Regions from separate parts of the Mus musculus genome. Here region 1 is linked to region 2. A link is a contact called in public Hi-C data. All regions are on one chromosome and are shown on one strand. The core of a region is the stretch at or near the end of the contact, and the rest is flanking DNA. Distances in the headings are between cores, read along the strand shown. Region 1 holds the start of Sirpb1a (signal-regulatory protein beta 1A). Region 2 has its middle 68 kb from the start of Gm9733.

What was found. A called contact is a pair of places that touch in the nucleus more often than the background predicts.
Region 1: a contact with region 2 is called in a Hi-C map of bone marrow-derived macrophages, with 21 read pairs. The contact joins the promoter of Sirpb1a here to the enhancer-like site in region 2. A contact is called at or near these places in 1 of 484 Hi-C or Micro-C datasets (bone marrow-derived macrophages) and 2 of 9 other capture datasets (adipose tissue and liver).

The regions. Positions count from the first base shown.
Region 1 is chr3:15,425,083-15,430,686 of GRCm38.p6, forward strand. It overlaps Sirpb1a (signal-regulatory protein beta 1A), which reads right to left and starts at 1,345. Exons shown (of 6, transcript NM_001002898.1): 1 at 1,251-1,345. The coding sequence starts at 1,323.
Region 2 is chr3:15,262,354-15,267,135 of GRCm38.p6, forward strand. No RefSeq gene overlaps it. Among named protein-coding and RNA genes, the nearest start is that of Gm9733, 68 kb to the right of the region's middle. Within about 2 kb of position 2,293, at least 2 of the 459 cell types and tissues checked have an H3K27ac peak or open chromatin away from gene starts, as enhancers often do. A contact at or near this core is called in bone marrow-derived macrophages, where this site is marked.

The DNA of each region.
Region 1 (5,604 bases), core at 95-2,594, 160 kb after region 2:
GGAGGGAAAAAAAGTGACAGGATCAGGTATAGGAGTAGAAATACAGAGGGTCCGGAAAATGAAAGGATATGTGTAGCAGCAGCAAATAGAGAACTGGGTGTAGCCACTTGAAAGTGCCAGATTCCAGGAATGTAAGAGGCTCTCAAGACCCAATAGGAATGGCATAAACTGAAATACCCAACAAAGGTGAGAACCTATAGAGACTATATCCAGAGGTTAGGCACAACCCCCAGTTGAGGGATTGGCCACCCACCCATCTCAAAAATATTAACACAGAATTGTTCCTGTCCTACAGGGATAAAGAATGGAGCAGAGACTAAAAGGAAGGCCATCCAGAGACTACCCTACCTAGTGATCCATCCCATCTGCAGACATCAAACCTAGACACTACTGCTAATGCCAAGAATTGCTTGCTGACAGGAGCCTGTTATAGTTGTCCCCTGAGAGGCTCTGTCAGAGCCTATCCAATATGTATGACAATGCTCACAAACATTGGACTGAGCACAGGGACTCACAACGGAGGAGTTAGGGGAAGGACTGATGAAGCTGGAGGGGTTTGCAACCCTATAGGAAGAACAGCAATTTCAACAAACCAGAGCTCCCAACCTCAGAGCTCCCAAGGACTAAATCACCATCCAAAGAATACACATGGAGGGACACATAGCTCCAGCTGCTTATACAGCAGAGGATTGCCTTATCTGGTATCAATGGGAGGGGAGCCTCTTGGCCTTATGGAGGCTTGATGGGCCAGTGTAGGGGAATGCAAGGGTGGTGAGATGGGAGTGGGTGGGTGGGTTTGTTTGGGAGCACTCTCATACAAGCAGGGGGAATGGTATAGGGGTTTGCAAAGGGGATCTTAGAAGAGGGATAAAATTTGAAAGCTAAATAAATAAAATAATCAATAAATAGAAAGAAGGAAAAGAAAAAGAAAAACCTGACAACATACTGGCACCATGCGGATTATTATTAGTCCTGTTTGAAACAAATAGAAGGAACTAAAGCTCACTGGAGGGGGTCATGAAGAGCAGGGATATGTGGAAAATATTATGGATGAATCATTTCTACTCTATGTATCAAAGCTATAAGCTCACATTCCAGTTCAGGCAGTGCTCAAAATTCTGGCTCTATTATAAGAGACAATGTTCTTACCTCTCCTGTGACAGTTCAGGTAATTAACTGGAATCCTTTACTTTCAATGGTAAGAGTAGCTCTGAGACAGGGAGATGATACTATTGTTGGGGCATGCTCACCTTTAAATCCCAGAAGCAGGATCAACAGCAGGACACTGTGAGGAATGTGGGTCCAGGCATCTAGGAGAAGCATGGTTGGTGTTAAGAACCCTGTTGGGACCAGAATCAGTTCTCATGAGATCTCAGGTTCTTACATGTAGAGAAAGGAAGTATTGTGACTTATTCTGCATAAAGATTACTTCAATGTTATGTGAAAAAAGGAACCATACTGCTTATATTGAAATAGCTAAACAGTGTTGCATTCAGCTTCAGGGAAGGAGTTCTTATTTACAATTTGTTTTTAGAGGGACTCCGATATGCATAACATAATCCTTTCTCTTTCTTTTGACCCTGAGCTTGTGCCATGTTGTCTCAAGTGTCTTGTCTTGGTAACACACCAGTTAGAATCCAGTACAAAAGAATGTTTCCCAAACACCTAAGATCCTAGATGTTGTTGATTTGTGTCATATTCTTTCTCAGTGTCACATAAAGTTCTCAGTTTGTCTCATATAATATTTGTAAGATCAGCCCAAAGCTGGAATAAAGCAGTGGTTCTCTGGGAATGATCCCTTGTATATCTTTTACTGATATCAGTAAATGTAGTCCAAGAGAAACTTAGGAGTCTTTTTGCTACACAAGCACAGTAAATTATGTTATAATTAGTATCAATTGCCAACTTCTCACAAAAGAAGGAAGCCACAAGAGACATCAGTGAGAAATTGTCTAAGTCTGACTCTATCTTAGCCCATCTGTAAGGGATTATCTCTACTTAACTGATTTGGGAAAACTCATCTTAATTTTGTGTCAAATATTGTCCTACATAGAGCATCTTGAAGTGTAAAATAGAGCCAGTTGAATACTAGCATGCATGCATTAATACATTGGTCTCTGCTGCTGTCTGTGGATATAATGTGACACCCTGCATCAAGATCTTGCCACCCTGACGTCTTTGCAATGAGGAACTGTTTTTGGAGTTCTCAGCCCCAAAACACCCATGATCTCTTAAATTGTTTTTGGCAAGGTATTCAGTCATATTATTTTGATTTTTTCTAGATAGCAAATGGGAACACCTTAGTAAGTATATGCTTAATGGAGTTTGAAATGGTATACTGCAAAGAATATTAAATAGCTTATTTTTGGAGCCAGGGAGGACATAGTGACACAATGATGTCAGAGTCCATTTTAGACAGAAATAAGATATTTCAATTCTTACTATATGCAGATAGGAACTAGGGAAAGAGGGGTATAAGTGTCTTTATCAATCTCAGATATGTGTGTAGAAAAATGAGCAGGAAAGCTAAGCCTCAAGATACAATTTATTTCCTGTAATGCATATATAAGAGCTGTTTGCCAGATAAGGCAATCCTCTGCTACATATCCAGCTGTAGCTGTAAATCCTCCCATGTGTACTCTTTGGTTGGTGGATTAGTCCCTGCTTATCAGGCATCAATGGGATGGTAGCCACTTGGTCCTGTGGGGGCCCAATGACCCAGCGTATGGGAATACTAGGGTGCTGAGGTGGAAGGTGGGTGGGTAGGGGAGCCTCCTCATAGAGGCAGGGGAGGGGGATGGGATGGAGGATTTGTGGAGGGGAAATAAAAGCAGAATAACATTTGAATTGTAAGAAATAAAACAACCAATAAAATGAATGAATGAATGAATCAATCAATCAATAAATAAATACTATTTGATTTGGTATTTCAGTGTGTGCAAATGTTAATCTTGACTGTGAACTCAGCAGCCGAAAACAGGAACCTCAATTGAGCAATTTCCTACTTTATGCTGCCCCATGGGTAGCACAGAAATGACTAATAAAATGTAGCAAGAACCATGAAGCCAGCACATCTGTTTGGCAAAGTCTGGCAAGGCTGAGCCAAAGGCTGATTTAGCCACTGTGATGTCTTTCACCTTAGGTTTCTGAACTCTAATTGTTTCATTTTTGCTAAGGTGAAATACTTCTAGTGGAATATGATGTTGTTGTTCTGGAAGCATATGAAAGTTAACTTTGAAAAGATTTCTTTTAGTCACATTATGAATTGTCCATGAATCTTTGTCCAGTGTCATGATATTACACACTAAACAAGTAGGGAATTGAAATGTACTTGTATGGCTGAATTTGTGCCTTCTGTGCCCTTGGTTCTTATACTGAGAATAAAATATATCCAAATAGTAGGGGAACTACATTTGTATTCATCAGTAACATAACCACTGACAGTCATTGCTCATAGTAAGTCCAGCAAAGACTAACGAGCAAACTTTATGTGACAGGGAAGTAAGAGGGGAGTCAAGTGTTCACTATTGTGTATAGTTAGAATACTGGATATTGCTTGGTCTGTAGCAATTTCTTGCTAATCAAAATCATTGTACACTATTGTGATACTGTTAAATGAAAACTTAAAATTAATAATAGTAAGTGTGGGGCTAGTTTCTAGACAGCAAATTAACTGAGAAAGAAATTTGAAAAATCATTAAGGTATGAATAAAGTGCCATGTGGTCCCCTCAGTTTTCTGAGAAGGTAAGACTTCACCCAGTGAAACAGCAAACGTAAATTTAAATATGTTTCCATGAAATAAGGCAGATATGTTGTCTTTCTCTTTTTTTTGTTGTTGGGTTTTTGTTTGTTTGTTTGTTTGGTTGGTTGGTTTGGTTTTGGTTATTTTTTCTTTTTTTATGGGATATTTTCTTTATTTACATTTCACTTGTTATGCCCTTTCCCTGTCACCCCCCCCCCCCAGGAACTCTCTATCACCCCCTCCTTCCCCTGGTTCTATTAGGGTGTTCCTCCACCCACCCATTCCCACCTCCATGTCCTCAAAGTTCCCTACCCTGGGGTATCTATCTAGCCTTCATAGGACCAAGAATCTCTCCTCCCATTGATGCCTGACAAGGCCATCCTCTGCTACATATGTGACTGGAGTCATGGGTCCCTCCATGTGTACTCTTTGGTTGGTGGCTTAGTCCCTGGGAACTCTGAAGTATCTGGTTGGTTGATATTGTTGTTCTTTCTATGGAGTTGAAAACCCCTTTAGCTCTTTCAGTCCTTTTGCTAACTCCTCCACTAGGGACCCAGTGCTCAGTCCAATTGTTGGCTGCAAGCATCTACCTCTGTATTTGTAAGGCTTAGGCAGAGACACTCATGGGACAGATATACATCAGGCTCATTTCAGCAATCATTTCTTGGCATTCAATATAGTGTCTGGGTTTAGTGACTGTATACGATGTGATTCTACCCCATACCAATCAGAATAGCTAAGATTAAAAACTCAGGTGACAGAAGATGCTGGAGAGGATGTGGAGAAAGAAGAACACTCCTCCATTGACGGTGAGATTGCAAGTTAGTACAACCACTCTGGAAATTAGTCAGGTGGTTCCTCAGAAAATTGGACATAGTATTACCTGAGGATCCAGTCATACCACTCCTGGTCATATACCCAAAAGAAGATTCTCCAACATATAATAAGGACACATGTTCGACTATGTTCATAGCAGCCTTATTTATTTATTTATTTATTTATTTAATTTATTTATTTTCTTTTTTATTGGGTATTTATTTCATTTACATTTCCAATGCTATCCCAAAAGTCCCCACATGCTCCCCCAACAACTCCCCGACCCACCCACTCCCACTTCTTGGCCCTGTCGTTCCCCTGTACTGAGGCATAAAAGGTTTGCATGACTAATGGGCCTCTCTTTCCACTGATGGCCGACTAGGCCATTTTCTGATTCATATACAGCTAGAGACATGAGCTCCAGGGGGGTACTGCTTAGTTTATATTGTTGTTCCACCTATAGAATTGCAGTTCCCTTTAGCTCCTTGGGTACTTTCTCTAGCTCCTCCATTAGGAGCCCTGTGGTCCATCCAATAGCTGACAGTGAGCATCCACTTCTGTTTGCTAGGTCCTGGCATAGTCTCACAAAAGGAAGCTCTATCTGGGTCCTTTCAGCAAAATCTTGCTAGTGTATGCAATGGTGTCAGCGTTTGGAAGCTGATTAGGGGATGGATCACCAGATATGGCAGTCTCTAGATGGTCCATCCTTTTGTTACAGCTCCAAACTTTGTCTCTGTAACTCCTTCCACGGGTGTTTTGTTCCCAATTCTAAGAAGGGGCAAAGTGTCCACACGTTGGTCTTCCTTCTACTGGAGTTTCATGTGTTTAGCAAATTATATCTTATATCTTGGGTATCCTAAGTTTCTGGTCTCATATCCACTTATCAGTGAGTACATATTGTGTGAGTTTCTCTGTGATTGGGTTACCTCACTCAGGATGATGCCCTCCAGGTTCATCCATTTGCCTAGGAATTTCATAAATTCATTCTTTTTAATAGCTGAGCAGTACTCCTTTGTGTAAATGTACCGCCTTTTCTGTATCCATT
Region 2 (4,782 bases), core at 1,043-3,542:
CTGAGTGGGGCTCTTCTATGTTGGTCTAAAGTGTGGCCAGAGCAGTAATGACAAGCAGGTAACAGGGCCATATCCAGGGATACAAATTTAGAAGGTTTACAAGAACAGGGAATCCCCTGTTGGCATCCAGAGGGAAACTACTAAATGAACCCATGAATTAATCCCCTGGATAGTGTTTCAAACATGAAGTGATCTCAGGCACTGCCTATTGGAGTCTCTCTGTTCACTGATAAATGCTGGAGCTGTTGACCTCAAAAAGGCAGGATAGGTAGTTGGACAAGGCTTTAGCACTAGAGTCCTCATCCCTCCCATCTATGCCAAACCTTTGTAGTGTCACAGGAAGCAGGTGAGAACAGCTTTTCTCTAGTCGAGGTTTACCTTTAATAGGCGAACAAGCCTGCGTTCTGATACTTATTGAAGGACCGTCTAGAGACTTACTTTACTTCAACTATCAAAGTCAGTTTCAACAAGTGATCCACAAACTGCTACTAAAACTGAAGTATTAATTTTACACAGGTTAATTCGGTCCAAAACCGTTACAAGGTTTTTTATATTGGAGTAATTTCAGCATAAACACCATAGTTTTTCAAATACAATGATTCATGGCATTTGTTATTGCATTTGGGTGACTTTCTTTGCCTTCTATTTTGAGCAATGCAGCAGGACCTAATTTCTAAAGAGAATATTTCAGGTAGCCCCAAAGGTGACACTCATCCTATCTAAATGTGGAGGTTGAAACTGACACCTGCTCCTTGCATATCATGCACTTGCTGGTACAGCCGCACTGCTGACTGAAGCATGTATCCTCAAATGGGTTGTGGGCAACCTTTATTTAGGTATTGATCAGGAGTGCAATCTGGAATCACCACTACAAACAACAAAGCCGTAGCAAAAAGCTACTTTGGGATGTACTTGAGAAGCATAGAAGCTATCTATGGCAACTAACTAGAATGCATTTTTGTTTTAATTCCCTGTGAACTTTGAGGCATACACATACTTACTTCTTTCAATAGATTATTAGAAAACTGAGACTCAAACAGGAAATTCAGCTTTAACACATTGTTATTTGTAATTTGATATTTAACTTTAAAAGGTTTTTATTTTGTGTGATAATTTTACCTTCTAGCTGCTCTCTCTCCCTTATACCTTTTCTGCTTTCCTATTTGACTCAAGTGAAATATATAAAATACTTCAAAAACATTTACAATGGAAAAACAAACAAACAAACAACTAAATAAGGGTTGCTATATCTAATCATTTAAGTAGTTATTTCTGAAATAGAAATAAAATAACTTTTATCAATTAATATGAGAAATATGATGACTCTATATCATTGGAACGATTGTGTATAGTATTTCTTCAAACAAGTCCAGTAGTTAGTACTAAAAGCACCATTTCATAAAACACTGAAAGGAAAATAAAATAAAAATAAACAAGACCATGGAAAGCAGAGCAAGGAAGACAATAATTTAGGAATTCAGTTTTGAAGTAATACTGTTTTATTCAATTAATACACAATAATTTGGATTTGAAATAATTTCTGTTAGGGTTTGTGTCTCAAATCTTCCCTACAGGTTTTTGTGCTGAATGTCTGATCTTCAGCTCTAAAAGCTAATTTTGGAAACTTTGAAACCTTTAGAAGGTACTATCTATAAATAACTTGTGGGCTCTTTAAGTACAGCTCTGTTTTCTGTTCTGCTATGATCTGGAGTCTCTAACCAACAACTGACCACTGCAGCTGAGTAGATCCACAGTGCCTCCCATTTTGGACAATAAGAAGCATTATCATATGTATTACGACGAGAAGATGACTGTATTTTCCCTGAGCTTGATCTCTGATCTTGGTATTATGTTACACACACATAGGAGTCTTCAAGTATAAACGTATCTCACCCTATCTACACCATCGGAAAGAGGAATTGCAGACAGACTTTTAAAATAATGACAAAGGTTATAACAAGATACATCATGGAAGCATGGAAACTTGAAAAAGAGTGAAAGAGTAACTAGGAAGATAAGAGCTCTTAGGGCAACTAGGAAGATAAGAGCTCTTAGGGCACATAATGAATCAAGACAAAATCCAAGTGTGTAGGAGACTGGTGAAAGATGATATTAGGATTCAGAAGAAACTTGTTTTTATCTTACTTGAAAATATAAGCATGATTTGTAACACTACGGAGCAAAAATATATTGGGTCTTACTATGCTTATTAGGAAATAATCTGGGAGTTCTTCAGGCTAAATATACAAACCAGCTGAAGGACACCATGTTGACATTTGATTGCAATACCATACACTACCAGAAGATGGCGGAATATGTTCAAAGCTTATGAAATGTGTGGCTCTCCCAGAGTTCACTGCAATGCTGATATTTCTAATCATTTAAGCTGTCAAGATAATATGTTTAGTAAAGAAAAACTTGAAACGATGATGTGATTGGTTGGTTTATTTTATAGTCTCTGTGAAGTAGGGAAAGGACTCAAGCAGGTCACTTTTTCAGACTCGTCGTTAGTTATTTAGCTTTCTCATTCAAGGCCAGACTACCTATCAGGGAATGGTGACAGCCAAAGAGGGTGAAGTCCTTCTACAGCAATGTGCAGTCAGAACAATGCTTCAAAGATATGCTCACTGGAAAATATAGATAGTTCATCAATTGAGATAATTTCTAAGTTGTATCAAGTTGACAACTGAAGCAAGTTAGGGCCTACTTGTGTTTATTTTGAAAGCCATTTCAAAGTTTGTTGACACTGAAGGAACTATAAATGATCATTAGTTGGTAGAACAATAAAATTAGCTATCACTCATTATGCATTGTTTGTGTGCCAAGAACTTTATTTTTTTAGATGAATATCTTTTTTAACAATGCTGTCATAATACCATTAAATTCTTTTGTAAGATAAAATTTCAAAGCCCCAAACTAATGATTTCCCAAGCCTCTGCACACACTATTAAGAATCTATAAGATTCAAATCACATTGCTTTCAATATATCTTGCCAAAATATTTTAAAGTAATTTTGGGATTTTTATCTGCTGTTTTACCCTCTTCTTCATACACAGTCCCTTCATACAATTCAGTGCAGTTGCAACTTTTGTGAAAGACAGAATTCTAACATGAGACTTAGGGGAAGAATATATAAAGAATATATAAACTATCTTACCAAAAGGCCAGTGCTTATGCATAGATCCAGAAGCTGGATGATCTATCTATCTATCTATCTATCTATCTATCTATCTATCTATCTATCTATCTATCTATCTATCTATCTATCTACATCACAATCACTGCCTTTCCATTCTCCCTTCATGAAGTCCCTCTCCCCATCCCCACTCCTCTAAGAGGGTGGGAACTACCTGGGTATCCTCCCACACTGACACATCAAGTTTCCCCAGGGTTAGACTAGGCACATCCTCTCCACTGAGACCAGATAAGGCACCCTGATGGGGAACTGTTTCCTTAGTCAGGCAACAGATTTGGGGACCACACCTGCTCCAGTTGTTGGGGGACCCACATGAAGACTGAGCTGCACATCTCCTACATATGTGTCTGGGGCCTCTGTCTAGCCAGTGTATGCTCTTTAGGTGGTGGCTCAGTCTCTGTGAGTTCCCAAGGGTCCAGTTTAGTTGGCTTCATTAGTATTCCTGTATAGATCCTATTTCCTTTAGGGTCTTCCGTCTTTCCCCCAACTCTTCCCTAAGAGTCCCCAACCTCTGCTCAATGTTTACCTGTGGGTCATTACATCTGTTTCAGTCAGCTCTTAGGTAGAATCTCTTAGAGGACAGTTATGCTAGGCACCTATCTGCTAGCATAGCAGAGCATCATTAAGAGTGTCAGGGTTTGGTGCTTGCCCATGGTGTGGGTCTTAAGTTGGTCCAATTATTGGTGGGTCATTCCCTCATTCTCTGTTCCATCTTTGCTCCTGCATTTCTTGTAGTCAGGATAAATTTTGGGTTTAAAGTTTTGTGGACTGGTATCTTTTTACCTCCACTTCCTATCCCCTCTTGGACACACAATCCTTCCCCCTGTTCTTCCAAAAGAGTCCTCAAGCTCCATCCACTCTTTGGCTGTGGGTGTCTGTATCTGTCTGAGTCAGCAGTTGAGTGGAGTCTCTCACAGGACAACATGCTCACATTTGCAAGCATAACTGAGTATCATTAAGAGTGTCAGGGATTGCTGCTTGCCTATGGGATGGGTCTCAAACTGGGCTGGTTATTAGTTGGCCATTCACTAAGTTACTGGTCCCTCTCCCCTGCCTGCATTTCTTGTAATCGGGATAAATTTTGGTTTGAAAGTTTTGTGTGTAGGTTGGTGTCTTTATTGCTCAACTGGGGGTCCTATCTGGCTATAGGAGATGGCCTCTTCAGGTTTTATATCCCCAATGTTGGGATTCACCCCCATTGATTCTTGAGTACCTTCCTTATCTCAGGTCTCTGTCTTGCCTGGGAAATGTCTCCCACCTCCTCACCCCTGTCAGTTGCAGATTTTCAATTACTTTCATGGCCATCTATCCATCCTTTCTGTCTTTCCCTACACCTGATCCTGAATGCCTTCATTACTCTCCCTAACCCTCTACCCTCCCTCCATCTGCCACATATGACTATTCCCTCTTCTAAGTGAGATTCAAGCATCCTGGATTGTGCCTTCCTTCTTATTTATCTTCTTTGAGTCTGTGCAGCATAGCATGGTACCTATATTGAAGGCTGATATCCACTTATGAGTACATATCATACATTTTATGACTAGAATACCTCACTCAGGATGATATTCTTAAGTTCTATTCCTTT